Regions from separate parts of the Ovis aries genome. Here region 2 is linked to region 1. A link is a contact called in public Hi-C data. All regions are on one chromosome and are shown on one strand. Each heading gives the region's core, a stretch centred on a gene start, on an enhancer-like site or on the middle of the called end of the contact. The rest is flanking DNA. Distances are from core to core; before and after follow the strand shown. Region 1 holds the start of LOC101115808 (ATP-binding cassette sub-family A member 9). Region 2 overlaps LOC105610550 (a long non-coding RNA gene).

Region 1 (2,824 bases), core at 307-2,806:
TGCAGTCGGTCGGTCCAGAACGAGGGCCTCGGGGCACACAAAGAAGATGACTGGAGAGTCCGTCTGGGCTGTACCTCGTTGGAGGAACACAAGAGGGCATGGATTCAGGTTTAGAACCTGTCCAGGAAGGAAGGGTTTAGAAGCTGCGTGGATGAGCTCCTGATGATAACGTCATCGTCAGAGCAGACTGCGGCAGCTGAGGCTCTGACTGAAACCGAACCAGAATCCTTCCAGGGCTTCTCGGGTGCCCCGGTCGCTACGAACCTGCTTTGCAGTGCAAGGGCCACCCTGGTCTGGGAAGATCCCGGTCGTGCAGAGCCACTGAGCCCATGAGTCTGAGCCTGTGTCTAAAGCCTGCAAGCCGCAAGCACTGAAGCCCGAGGGCCCTGGAGCCCGTGATCCGCAACAGCAGACGCCCCAGAGGCAAACAAGAAAGGAAACTCGGATAGTAAACATTTCCAGTTAGGAAACCAGAGCTCCCGGAGACCGTGGTGTCTAGAAGGGTTAACACACTGCTGGGGTCTCCTCTGCTTTCTTGCTGTGGATGGATGCGTGTGCTGGAGAATATTTTAAAGAATAATGAACATGATCTAGTCATGATTGTGGTGTTTCTAACTGTTAAGGCTGATTTTTTTTTTTTTTTCCACAGCATGTCCTGATCGGAAATAAAAATACCATTCACTGTAGTTGCACAAAACATCTATTTAGCTTAAATTGCTCTGAATAGGAGCCCGTGTGATCTGGAAATAATAACTTGGCTATAAAAGCCAGTCATTTCCTATTCAGACAGAATTCCCAGTATTCAGAGAATAAACATGTTACACAATAAATTTCACAAAAATTGAGGATGATAAACAAAGTCAATGAAAATATAGCCTTAAGATTTCTTGATGAAGCCATTTAAATCATTTAAATACTCAGAACCTTAGGTCTCTGGTTAAAAAAAAAAATTAATACTCAGAAAATCATGTATCACCCCAATGCATGTAAAGCCTCTGGCAACAAAATTGAAAATGAACAAAAAAGAATAAGTAATTCTTACAGTTTGAGAAATACAGCTCATTCTTGTAAAGAGGCAACATAAAGTCACATTCCTTTCAGCTTATCCAATAGTCTCTTAGATAAAACATGCTATTTGTCCAAACATGCTTTAGTCATTGGGTAAAAATTTAAATAAATCTTGGTTCTCTACATGGTTATTTAGCAATACAATATGAAATACTCAGATAATTTGAAAAATCAGAATGACTTGCTAACACCATCCTGCATCTAATAGTTCTCATCCAAGTGTTTGGCATTCCCTGTTTGAAGTCACACGTTATATTTTCATATGCAAAACCACGATTTCAGAGGTTAACTTACTCTCAGGAAAGCTGGAGCAAGACTCCAGAAACAGTTCATCCACGGGTCTCCGCGGGTCCTGGAGAACAATTCACATTCCTTTTGGGTCACTACTACATCACGCTTTTAATTTCATGTTTATTGTGAATAGTTCCGTGTAGAATGATTTCCGAAAAGGATTATGGTCTTAATTCAGCCAGACTGCCAAAAACTCTGTGCTCACATCACATGGTGACTTCTTTGCAGTTTTCCATTTCTCTGTCTCCCTGCCAGCTCCTGAGCAGGGCGTTTGCGGCTGCAGATGGCTGGCTGGACACAGCGAGCGTAAGTACTATCGATTCAAAGAGAAGCTAGTCTCTCCAATTAGCTTTTTCATAAAGGCCCTCATGGGAGAGCTGGCTCCCAACACAGTCTTTTAAAGAAACATAAGTAAAGAAACAGTTTGGAACAGAGCAGAAACAAGTAAAAAAGAAAAAAAAATGACATGGAGAAGGGAACGGCAACCCACTCCAGTATTCTTGGGAGAATCCCATGGACAGAGAAGCCAGGCGGGCTATTGTCCATGGGGTCTCAAAGAGTTGGGCACGACTGAGCAGCTCACACACACACACACACACACACACACACTCTGTGCTGAGCCCGGGGGATGCCTGTGAGAAGCACGCATGCACCCATTCGGAAAAAAAAAAAAAAAAGAAAAATACAGAAACGGGCCAGAAAGCAACTCGAAAGTCTCCATTGAAATTTAGTTCTTAAAATCTGGATATAGAAATATGGCGATGAAGAATGTAATTTTTTTTAAGGGAACAAAATGAACTGAATTTTCATCTTCATCTGAGTTGGGTTGCATGCCAGCTACCTGCAGCACCCTTCTTGCAGTGGGCAACAGGAGGGTCCTTAGAGCAACAGCGCCTAAAAGCACCTGCCCTCCCAAGGTGGACAAGCTTGTTATTTCTGCAGAAGTGCCAGAAGGCAGACTACTTTCTCCGTTAGCAGCCGCTGGTTCCTGCTGTGTATTGGTTTCATATTTTACTGAAGAAACATTTTTAACAGGTAAGAGCTGCCATTCCATCTTTTTTTGGGCATTTCAGGTAAATCAAAGACGAGGCAATTCTAAAAAAAAGTGAAAAAGTTGCTCATGAAATTGCGTGAAATTGTAACTTCATGAAAGTATAATTCATGGAGAAGAAAGGTGAGTAGGGGCCAGCGTCTCTCTGCTCGCTGCGGGGGTCTGTTACGGTCCCCTGTACTGTAACTACTTTCTGAAAACGCCCCTGAGGGCATATGCTGTTCGGGTAATTCTCAAACCAAGTAGACTCATCCGTTTCCTACAGGCTGTGGTAATCGCGTGAGATCGTCCTCATTCACCTCCCATTCTCTCATATTTGTTCCCTTGCAAATTGTATGAGTCCAGAAATTGCTAGGCTAGCAAAATAGAGGCAGGTTGAACTCACTAAGGCCTACGACTGTCAAACAAAGACAG
Region 2 (2,769 bases), core at 124-2,623, 77 kb before region 1:
TGGAATTTTGTTAAACAGCAAATAAATATAGTCCAAGAATTTACCTTGTGACAGGTCAGGTACATAGATAAGCTTATTATGTCTTGATGGCATACTTCTTTTAAAAATGTCTCTCTATATTTTGTTTCCTTTAAATCTTGCAGTTATTTAAAATTGTTTTTAAAAATTAATGTTATTGAAGTAGAGTTGATCTGCTATTTAAATATTGTGTTCAGGGCTACTGTACAGCAACGTGACTCGGCTGCGTATATTCTTTTTCAGATTTAGCCCGTGATGTCCACGTATCACAGGATACTGATATAGCTCCCCGCGCCGCAAGCAGGCCGCGCTGCCCATCCGCTCCATAGGCCACGGCTTGCGTCTGCCGGTCCCAGACTCCCGGCCGCGCCTCCCCCCGCGCCCGGCCCCCTGGGCAGCCGCCAGCCTCTTTCTGGGCTGTGAGCCTGTTTCCGTTTTGTAGGTGAGTCCGTTTGCGGCGTGCGTAGATTCCCCGTGCAGGCGGCAGCATGCTGCGTCTCTTTCTCTGACTCGCTTCAGTTCTTGGCGTGGCGTCTCTGGGCCCATCCATGGCGCTTCAGACGGCATTATGCCATTCCTTTTTTACGAAGTTATCTGTAACTGGAGGATAATTGCTTTACCATATGGCGTTGGTTTCTGCCAGACGTCAACACGAATCTCCCGTAGGAACGCACACGCCCCTCCCTCTTGAGCCGCCTCCGCATCCCCCACCCCCCATCCCCCCTCTAGCCGAGCACGGGCTGAGCCCCGTGGCACACGGCGCCTCCCCCGCTGGCTGCTTTGCACAGGGCGGTGTGTCTCTTTAATGCTGCTCCCAGCTCTCCCCGCCTCTCCTTGCCCCAGGGCCTACAAGGCTGTTCTCTACGTCTGCGTTCTCCTTGCTGCCCTGCATACGGGCTCATCAGTCCCATCTTTCTTGATTCCTCATATCTCATTAATTATGTGATACTTGTTTGTCTCTTTCCGACTCTGTGTCTGTTTCCTTCCTTTTTATGGTGGAGTGATATTCCACTGTATGTAGGGACCACGCCTTCTTTACCCACTCCCCTGTCGATGGACATGTAGGTGGCTTCCATGGCCTGGCTGCTCTGAACTGTGCCGCAGTGAATGCAGGGTGCAAGTAGCTTCTAGAGCTTTCTCCAGATTGCCCAGGATCGGGGTCGCGGGATCATATAGCAACTCTATCTTTAATTTAAAAACATCTATGTGGATGTGTTTCACAGGGAATGCCTAACTCGCACTACGATCCTGTTGCTGTCTGAAATATTGCCGTTTCCTCTCCTGCCTCCCTGGTGGCCACGCTGAGAGCAAACGAGGGATCTGCCCTGCTGGCGTCCACGTTGGGCCAGGAGGTGGCGCTGGCCGCAAGCCTGCGTCCTCATCTCATGGAGACTCACGGAGGGAGAGAAGGAACTTGCGGGTGTGCTTGCCGGAGGTGGGGAAGGTTGCCGGGGAAGCGACCGTTAGGGTTTGGGATGGACATGTGCACACGGCTGTGTTTAAACAGGAGAACGACAAGGACCTGCTGTCCAGCACGGGGAGGTCAGCCTGGACAGGAGGGGAGTTTGGGGGAGAATGGACACGTGTGTAGGTGTGGCTGAGCCCCTTAGCTGTCCGCCTGAAACTATCCCGGCACTGTTAATCGGCGAAGCCCCAACACAAAAGAAAAAGTTAAAAAAAAGAAGAAAACCTATTTCCTCTTTTCAGAAGAAACAAGGCGTTTCTGTTTTTCACATTGAGGTCAAAGATCCAAAGCAGAACTGGAAGAAGACCAAATATTGTCAAAGGCCATAATTCACATCCTGAAGATTCTTGCCATCCTTGGGTGTTTCTTTGGGAGGGCCTGGGCGGGGGAGCGGGGCAGGGAACAGACAAAAGAAATCTCCGATGTACATTCTGGGAATTTTAGAGACAGCCTCGCATGTTCTTTCAGAGAAAGGTGCAGGAACAAAGCACTCTTGTGTCGTAAATAACAAGCGGGGGGGTACAGCTGGGGAGAGGGGCATTCTGTTCCTCTTCTAGAAACAGCTCCGGGATTCCAGTTCCATGACCTTTCCGGCCGCCCTGAAGGAATAGAAACTTCCTGACTTCTACAATCGGACCATTTGACAGTTCTTATTCGCATGGAATTTAGGAACTGGAAAGGATCTTTGAGAACATTTAGTCCAAGCTTTACCCAGCACATCAGTCGGCCTCATTAGCGGATGGTAGAAGCTCCATTTATCCCCAGTTCCCACAAGGGTGGACTCACTTGTGTTTTCAGTTCACTCTGGGGCCCATGGGTGAGGTCGTTGTTTCAGCCGGGCTGTCCTCATGACTGGCGCTCCCAGCACTGCTTATTGAGCACTGGACTCACTCACAGTCCACTTATTTATTAAGCGAATGTCGGTTTATTTAATTGGCATCTACCCGTGGCTTCACGGCACAATAAAGAAGCCACCTGCCAGGGCGGGAGAAGCAAGAGACGAGGACGCGACCCCTGGGTCAGGAAGACCCCCCTGGAGGAGGGCGTGGCACCCCACTCCAGCATCCTTGCCTGGAGAATCCCACGGACAGAGGAGCCTGGCGGGTCACAGTCCATGGGGTCACAGAGTAGGACCTGACTGAAGTGACTTAGCACACACACACACGCACACACACGCACACACACGCACACACGCACACACACGGGTTACTACCAGGCGTTGAATACAGTCCCCTGAGCTCTACGTGGCTCCTTGGTGTGGGTGGCTGTTCTATTTAGTGGTGTCA

The links. A called contact is a pair of places that touch in the nucleus more often than the background predicts.
Region 2: a Hi-C map of hypothalamus shows a contact between it and region 1, with 4 times the contacts expected there. The contact joins the enhancer-like site here to the promoter of LOC101115808 in region 1. A contact is called at or near these places in 9 of 16 Hi-C or Micro-C datasets (hypothalamus, liver, mesenteric adipose tissue and 5 more).

The regions. Positions count from the first base shown.
Region 1 is chr11:60,667,825-60,670,648 of ARS-UI_Ramb_v3.0, reverse strand. It overlaps LOC101115808 (ATP-binding cassette sub-family A member 9), which reads right to left and starts at 1,556. Exons shown (of 40, transcript XR_009595429.1): 1 at 1,363-1,556.
Region 2 is chr11:60,744,220-60,746,988 of ARS-UI_Ramb_v3.0, reverse strand. LOC105610550 (a long non-coding RNA gene) reads left to right here. Exons shown (of 5, transcript XR_001043779.5): 2 at 1-460; 3 at 1,242-2,769. Among named protein-coding and RNA genes, the nearest start is that of FAM20A, 91 kb to the left of the region's middle. Within about 2 kb of position 1,373, at least 22 of the 54 cell types and tissues checked have an H3K27ac peak or open chromatin away from gene starts, as enhancers often do. A contact at or near this core is called in hypothalamus and liver, where this site is marked.